Regions from separate parts of the Mus musculus genome. Here region 2 is linked to region 1. A link is a contact called in public promoter capture Hi-C data. All regions are on one chromosome and are shown on one strand. Each heading gives the region's core, a stretch centred on a gene start, on an enhancer-like site or on the middle of the called end of the contact. The rest is flanking DNA. Distances are from core to core; before and after follow the strand shown. Region 1 overlaps Sh3pxd2a (SH3 and PX domains 2A). Region 2 holds the start of Cfap58 (cilia and flagella associated protein 58).

The links. Promoter capture Hi-C pulls out the DNA fragments that hold promoters and counts their contacts.
Region 2: a promoter capture Hi-C map of hippocampal neurons shows a contact between it and region 1, with 5 times the contacts expected there. The contact joins the promoter of Cfap58 here to the enhancer-like site in region 1. A contact is called at or near these places in 14 of 39 promoter capture datasets (the 3T3-L1 cell line, 3T3-L1-derived adipocytes, the C10 cell line and 10 more), 17 of 484 Hi-C or Micro-C datasets (B cells, cardiomyocytes, cerebellum and 10 more), 1 of 115 datasets of contacts at active chromatin or transcription factors (embryonic limb bud) and 2 of 9 other capture datasets (embryonic stem cells and liver).

Annotation. Positions count from the first base shown.
Region 1 is chr19:47,354,542-47,358,757 of GRCm38.p6, forward strand. The region is part of intron 5 of Sh3pxd2a (SH3 and PX domains 2A); the gene reads right to left. Among named protein-coding and RNA genes, the nearest start is that of Gm29834, 70 kb to the left of the region's middle. Within about 2 kb of position 2,205, at least 40 of the 459 cell types and tissues checked have an H3K27ac peak or open chromatin away from gene starts, as enhancers often do. A contact at or near this core is called in B cells and hippocampal neurons, where this site is marked.
Region 2 is chr19:47,935,972-47,939,895 of GRCm38.p6, forward strand. Cfap58 (cilia and flagella associated protein 58) reads left to right here and starts at 1,741. Exons shown (of 18, transcript NM_001163267.1): 1 at 1,741-1,865. The coding sequence starts at 1,857.

The DNA.
Region 1 (4,216 bases), core at 955-3,454:
TCTGCTGTGAGGCTGCCAGGCCTCCTTGGGGGCTCCTGGATCCCAGGGAAAGGGAACGAATGAATGCCAAGTCTAGATGTCTTCAGTGTGTCAGGCCAAGAGGCGGACTTAATGAGGCCGCTCCACAAAGGGGCAGGCGGCTGCCACATTCCACACAGTGGGCTCAACAGGCAGGCCAGCGGCTCCCAGCCAAGGGCCTTTGTGGCTGGGGAAACTCAGCAAAGAGCCTCCCCACGCCAGCTTGGGGGCTTCCCAATGTCCTACCGACTGTGTGTGTGTTACATTTCTGAGCGTGTCCAAGTGTAACTCTGATGGACCCCAAAGGCCAGTCCAGCACTGGGGTGTCAAGACTTAGTTTTCAGGCCTAGCTTTGCCTTCTTTATGCCTCAGTTTCCAGGATTAGACTGGGTTTTATCAGCTCTAGGTCTCCCACAGACTTGCTTCCCTCGGGTTCTGGAGCCCAGATAGGGGCAGGAATGGTGGCAGTTGCTATTGAACCACCCTTCCCACCCCCATTAAACACTGCCTTCTCAATGGTGGGGAGACGGGAAGAATCCCTCATTGCTGTCCCGATTACCGATCCCAACAGTGACAGGAGCCCTACATTGGTCAAGTGTTCCCGCCATGTAGCTTCGAAACCACGTCTCTGACAGCGCTTGGCTCACCGTGACATGCCTGTGGTAGATATGCCTAACCCCATTCCCTAGAGACTCCCCAGGAGGCTGCTCCCCACCACAGCCTCTCCTGTATATGGGCCCCATGGGTTCTCCAAGGCCCATGGCAGGAGCCCTCCTGGACTGGATAGCTGTTAGATTGCTTCCTATTCAGCCACTGTACCTGAGACACCAGCAGTGCAGCCCCCCTGAGCATCCCTGCCTCTTCCAGGCAGCACAGACCTTGTGCCCCGAGGCAGTGCCAGTCCAGTCTCCACTAGGTAGGGTCAATGTTCACAGTAGCACCAACTAGATGCTCCACTCAGTACTGTATCTGCAGAGAACCTACTGGGTCTCAGGTTCAAAAGAGCTCACTCCTTATCTCTGGGGCTGTGAGACGGAAAGAAGATGTCAAGGTGGCTGTGAAAGAGATGGGGAGGGAGGGTAAATCAGACGATGAGGCACTGAAGGGAGAGAAGAGAAGGAAGACAGGGCCCTGGGGTTAGAGCTGGGGAGGTTGGCTTCCCAGGAATAGGACATGAGAGAAGCCCAGTGAGTCACCCTTAGCACAGTGTACATCACCCATGTCTAACTCACTCAGGCCTTTGGGACTCCCCACAATTGCTGTGTGCCAGTGGGCTGTATGTGGGCTGACAGGGGTGCTGGGCATCCCTGGAGTCAGGCACGCCTATAGCTTGAGCTGCTGGCTCCTGCAGAGCTGTTACTACTAACACTGGCTGCCTCCCTCCCTCTCTCCCTGCCCGGTGTCATCTCCCAAATGAACTGCAAGAACTGGGTATGACGGATGGTAAGCCAAGGTAAATATTGCTCTTGGGGTGATCTGGTCTCGGTGGTATGCCTGATAAGGCCCTCTCAGTCACTAAATCTGGGCCCAATGGTACACAGACATCCATGCAAGCAAACCAGCCGTAATGCAGTGGTGATACACTTTCCAGGAAGAGTGGTAAACATATTCTGAAATTGGTAGTGATAGCCACACAGTGGGGACTGGGCTGCTAGTTGTCACATCAGTGGTACACTTGAGACCATTTGAAAGGCTGGATGTAGCTGGCGGGGGGGGGGGGGGGGGGGGGAGCGTCTGAGCCTCAGCACTGAGTTAGACTCTCAGGCTCACAGCCTGTCAGTGGCAGTTCTAGGCTGGGTGGGACACAAAGTCAGCTGTATGCACTCTTGATCACCCCCACCTCCACCTCTACCTCTGCCCCAGTGACAAGTAAGCTGGCTACCTGCTAGAGAGCCAGAGGGATTGATTATAGTTAGTGGGAGGAAGCCTAGATTTTTCTGGGTGCTTCTTGGAACAGGCTTCCTGTGCCCACCAGATGGCGCCCATCCTTAGAGTTTTATCCAGGAGCTCTGGAGGCCAGAGGAAAGTCTCCAGGACCACCCCTGGTGTCTCTATAGACATACACCTTGGGGTGGGGGTGGGGAGGGGGTGGAGATACAGCCATTTGCCTCAACTGAAGTAGGGATTACCAGCTTCCTGGGAGAATAACAATAGACAGACAGTACCAATGCAGGTGGCTGTAATACTCAGTCTTACCACCAGGTGGCGAAAGATACACACAGATCTGGAATGAGGCACTGGTTCTAAGGATCTCAAAGTTAGACTGGCGCTCAAACTCCAACCTTAAGCGCCTTACAGACCACTATAGCAAAGGATCCTAGGGATTTCAGAAAGCTTGCTCCTCACTTTGAGGTAGTGTTTGTTTGTTTCTCTGCTTGCTTGCTTGTGTTTTCTGCTCTTATAGCCATTATACCTAAGTTGTTACACACTTGGACCACAGCAATAGGCACCTAGTTCTGACAGGACCACAAGATATCAGAGCCAGGAGGAACTCAGAGACACCCAGATTCTGTCCCCATATCTGATGCCAGTGTCGATGGAGCTAGTAATGGCCTTGTACCCACCTCCTCTCAGAACACTTCCTAAGGCTCCTTCAGAGACAGCCTCTTTCCTGAGGTTGGCTGCAGACTCCCTCCGGGTAGGTGTCCCCACCTGCTCTCTGACTTGAGTAGCTGACCATCCCTTGGTCTCAGGTAGAAGGCCTTTATGCTCTTTATGCGAGCCTCCGAGCACCTGACCAGGCTGGCCCGGTGCTGTGGGAAGCCCTGAGCCTACACAATCTCTTCTCCTGCCCCACTGGATCAGCAGCTGCCATTGTTAGAAGAGCCCTGGGCCTTAAACAATTAAGCACCAAGTAGGTGGAGGTGGAGCTGGGTTCAGCACCTGTGATGCTATCTGCTGCCTCCCACAGGGTGAGCACTCCCTTGCAGTGCCTTCCTCCCTCAGACTGAGTTTCCTTGCCAGGGATGAGGCTGTACCTCGGACATTGGCCCCTGGGCCTCACAAAGTATATAGTCAGCTGATGAACAGCCTTCTCCCTGGTGCCATCAGAAGGCCTGCGTCAGAGTGGAGAAGGCCCAGTTTTAAGTTCAGCTCTGATTTGCACTGTCCCTGAGAGGTCACCAACTGGGGGGTTATACTCAAGAGTAGACAGCTATGGTCAGAATGAGCCTTTGGGCTTTGAGGAGAAAGGGGCCACCCGTCCTGGGGGAGGCAGAACACCTGCCTGCTGGATAGACCTGCGTGGGTGGGTAGATGGGGCTTACCTGTCCTGATGGAGATGCCCCAGGGTACCTGGGCCTCAGCCATGAGACAGGAAGTATGTGGAAATGAGAGACACCCACACCCCAACTCCTCCCAAGGCTGGGGATCAGGGGAGAACAGAAAGCACAATGTGAGAAAAATACCAGGACCCCAGGTCACCCTGTAGAGGCACCCCTATATTTTCCCTACGCTCTTGTTTAAGGGAGCCAGAAACCCTGTGTCAGCCCTGACGACAGCCTTTCGGCCTGCACCAAGCCCTCACTGACCTTTGCTGGAGTGACGGTCAGGCCAGACAAGGGCTTTTGAATCCTCGTCCCTCCTGTTGGTCTATCCAGCATGGTAGCGGGGACACAGAGGCTCTGTTCCTCGGTGCGGACACATTTCCCGTGGGCACCTTTGCACCCAGGTAGAAGGGACTGTGGTGGAGGTGGGCAGAATGCACTTACAGAGTCCTGTGCCCTTCCTCATCCAATCTCTCTCTGACCCACAGCCACTGGGCCGGGCTGGGTAAGACCGATTCTATGAAGAGATTCTCTGTGCATTAGCCAGTGGCCGCGGATGGGTTGCTGGGAGCACAGGGTGGCCCATGTCCCTGGCCAGACGAATGATGACAGATGAATAGAGTTGCCTAGCTGAGGGTCTCACCAGGACGCAGCCCAGCATAAGGTGGGGCTGGCTCTCAACCCCAGTGCCTCAGCCGGAGACCAGCTGGCTGCCTAAGCACCTAGGGGAAGAACCTGGAGGGAGGGCTCTGTGAGACGCCTCCAAACATAACCTACAGCTAGAGCCAGGTCCGTTCTCATTACCAGTTTCCCATCTGTACGGGATCGGGAGAGGAACCTTTGAACCTGGGTACAAAATAAGAATCAGGGGTTTGAAGAGAAGTGGTCCACTGAAGGTCACAGCAGCGCTGTGTGTTCTGACTGGACCACTA
Region 2 (3,924 bases), core at 491-2,990, 580 kb after region 1:
GGTTTAACATTGTGTGTGTGTGTGTGTGTGTGTGTGTGTGTGTGTGTGGCGCTCGTGGGTGTGTTAGCTGGAAAATACAGACATGTGGAGGAGGTCAGAGGGCAATGTAGGGAGTGAGTTCTCCCTTTCAACTCAATGGGATTTTGAAGACTATTCCTAGGTTATCTGGTTTGGCAGCAAGTGCCTTTACACACTGAACTATCTCACCAGCCACAGAGCCAAAGTAGCAGACCCTTTTAAGCAGCTGCAAATGGAGAAGTTTTACAAGTCAAAAAGGTGACATGAAAAGGAGTTTTTACCCTCTTGATTGGCATAGATTTCTAAATATTACTATAAAAATATGTATGTATTACTATAAAAATTAAAAAGACCTACTTAAGCATTCCCCAAAGGAATGTTATTGAAACGTCCAAATAAAGAAAAGTAAAATTTTCCTATGTCATTTTATTATTTTTATTCTTTGAAATTTCAATAAATATTTACAGGGATAAAAATGTTGGCAAAGGTTATGAACAGGGAAGCTCACAGAAGGGAGGCCCAGAGCAGCTCGTGTTCATAGGAAGAAAAATGCTCAATTTCTTCAGTGGAGGAAGCGAAAGTAAAAGCAAAATGTGCCTCTGCTTCTTCCAGCCCATTGACAGAATTTGAAAATTGCCTAATTAGATGAACTAATGTTTGTCTAGCCCTTGCTTGATGCTCAGTAAACGCCGGATGGGTGCAGAACCTGGGACATTCGCTGTGGTACAACATATATAGGGCAGTGCCATTAAGGGATTGCACCTTTGCTGTTGGAAAGCAGAGTCCACTTTTAGGCAGGAAAAGGTACACGCTTCGGATAGTCACGTGGTCACTGCGTCTTAGGTTCACGAGTTGCTACGGAACAGAGCTTTTGCCTATGTGTAGTGGGTGAAGTGGAAGAATACATCTTACAATAGGGACATGGAAAAGGAGAGGAGAGGTTGTCTTAGCCCCAGTGGCCCTTCGGTGAGATTTCTTTTGCAGAACACACATGCGTGTTCTAATATGATGTCCCCTAGGATTCCCCTATGCACAACCTCGCTCATCAATATCTCCTACAGGGGAATTTATATATAGGTCCGTAAAATGCACACCAGTCAACAATGGCTATGGTGGTGATTGGTGAATTGGAGGCAGCCTTGTTATTCAACATTTGAGGAAGGAAATGACATGTGTCGGGTCTTCAATTTGAAATGCCAAGCAGAAGTCTGAAGCAACGGACACCAGTGCAATAAAATTAGGCCCTAGAAAAGAACGCTGCCCAGTGAGAAAAGAACATATTTCTAACGTTCATTAGCAAACTAATAAAAACACACGAGAAAATGGGATTGATTTTTTTTAAAAATACATATCTGAGCACACAAGCACTTATTAACAATCTTTGTGGCTGAATTTGAGGGTTGGGAAATAGGGCTAGCGATAAAGAGAAAGAAAACCACATTTCACGAACAAGACTGATTATCCATCCCAGCTCTATGCATTCACAGTGCACTGGTTTCTTGAGTCTGGGGATTCTGCTATGCCTCTCAGGGGCACGGTTCCTTGGCTCCATCCCCTTCAGGATATATTTGCATATTTCTCTGCGGACCACTGCCGGGTACCGACCTACGGGGCTCCGCCCCTTTCGAACCTGTGCTTTGCCTCAGCGGCAGGGGGCGTGGCGGTTGCCAGGCGACCGAAGACGCACCGAGCGCCGGATTTCGGCGCCCGGGCTGGCGATCAGAAAAACGTGTCGCCCTTTTAGACACTGGGGGCAGTGCACAGCCCCTTCTCCAGACTCCAGCCCAGTTTTCTGATCTCCTCGGCAGCCTTTGAGGCCGCCTCCAAACAGCGTCAGGATGACGGAGGTCAGGAGTCAGAGCCCCTCTTTTTCTCCTTGGTTCTCTTCCTGTCATCTCTTTCCTACTGGAACTCATCCTTTGTTACACTCACTAATTCTGATCCTCCTTCACAAGCACCCCTGCTATATGCATCCTCACGCTTTTTCTCTCGTGGCTCTGTCCCACCTCTCCTCTCTTCATGAATTCGCAGACCGTGACTGGCAGTCTGAACTGCGGGCGATTACTGATACCGCAGCAGAGATGTTATTGAAAATGTCTCATTGTTACTTTCCTCATTAACCTCTCCACCTGTCGCGCCCTGATCCCCTAACACATGATCACCAGCTGTCACACTTTCATCACGGCCCTCCAGCTCATTGTCATTGCCCTGTGCTCTCATTGACCCCGTGTTAACATCCCGCAGCCCCGTCTCTCGCCTGTGTTACTGGACACTTCATCTTCAGCTGCACTGATGAGGGCTGACTTCTGCATCCTTCAGTAACCTGTCTGTCCATTAGCCCTCTCATCTATAACCTCGACAGCCCTACATCCTTGCCATCACTTGACATGCAGAGTTCTCATTTATCTTGGTCTTACTTAAATTCTTCACCGATCTATCAGAGTGCACCCGCACCTTACCTATTATATACCATTTCCAGCCAGTATCAGCTGTATAATCTGTGAGTTCCAGAGTAAAATGAAAAGCTTTTTAAAATTACTAAGACTTTTAAGCTGTGACAGCAGAGAATTTAACCAAGGTAGAAGTCTTCTGAGTACTAAGTCTTGAGTGAGTGACTGGGCCCACACCCATGAAACCAGCCCCGGTCCCAACATCTCCTAGCACAACCGTGCCCCGCCCAATTGCTTCTTGTCCTCTCTCTGCCTTTGCATCTCCTCACCATTCCATCTCCTCCACCTCAACTCTGCCTTTGTAAGCTCCACCCCCATCGTTCCTTATCCCCCCACACTGTCCCTGCTCCCAGTTGCCATCACTCAGTGTCCCGGGAGACTGTGGTCACATCACCGCTCCCCACTACCTGGTCTCTTTCATGACTCTTCACTTCCCATCTTCGCTTCTTGGTTCTGCTTGCTCTCATTTTTATTCCTCATTCTTTTGCTTTGCTTTGTGTTTTCTCTGGTTCTCACTGTCCTCTTCTCAGTTCATTGTTCTTCATTCTCCATGTTTTCCTCCCTGGAAAACTTGTTGTCTGCAGGACAAGCTGATGACCTGCAGAGCCCAGAGCACTTGGCGGCATGTGGCAGACATTCTAGGTAGATGAATGGTGGAATGTCACAGTTCCTCGTAGCACTTCATGTTGATCTCCCTGTAAATACCCACTTGGCCACAATGTAGAAGATACCAACTGCCCATTGGTCAGAGCTAGAGTTTTGTTTTCTCTTTGCCTTTAATAGAATACTTTTTGAAGCGACAACAGAAAAATACATCTCTTTTGTTCACAAAAGTTTCTTTAACATATTCTTTTTTTTTTTTTTTGATATTTTTTCCATTCCTGCAGTAAGTGCCAGGTGCACAGGGAGAACCTGGGTGCAAACAAATCGTTAGGCTGCTGATCAAGTGTTGACGTTAACACCACTTTCCAGGCAAGAGCGCAGAACGCTGTTGCAATAAATGTGTCTGTGACTCAGGTTTTGTATCAATGAGTTGGAGCAATAGCAGCTCCACATTTGCTTAATAGGATTTTTTCTTTCTTTGTGCGTTGGTTGAATCATGCTCTATGCAATAATCTGCTTTTAGTAAGGAAAACTCTGTTGGGTTTAAAATAGTACCAAAGCTGTTACACCGAGTGTTACAGGCATGGTGTCTATTTAAATCTCTAAAAACCATGTTTTGCTTGCACATCATGTGTAGGGATTTAACTAACAGTACAAGATTTTTTTTTTTTTTGCTTTTAAACTAAGATTATATAAGGTTTCCTCACACTGGGCATGCTATGCTTGTCGGGAGAAGAGGCAAACTAGGCTACTTATAATCTCCAGGATGGATTAGAGTTTTATTATTATTGGATGAAAGACCATTTTGTTTGATTTCTTTGATGAGCAGTGGGTGGCTGCCATTAAGGTCTTT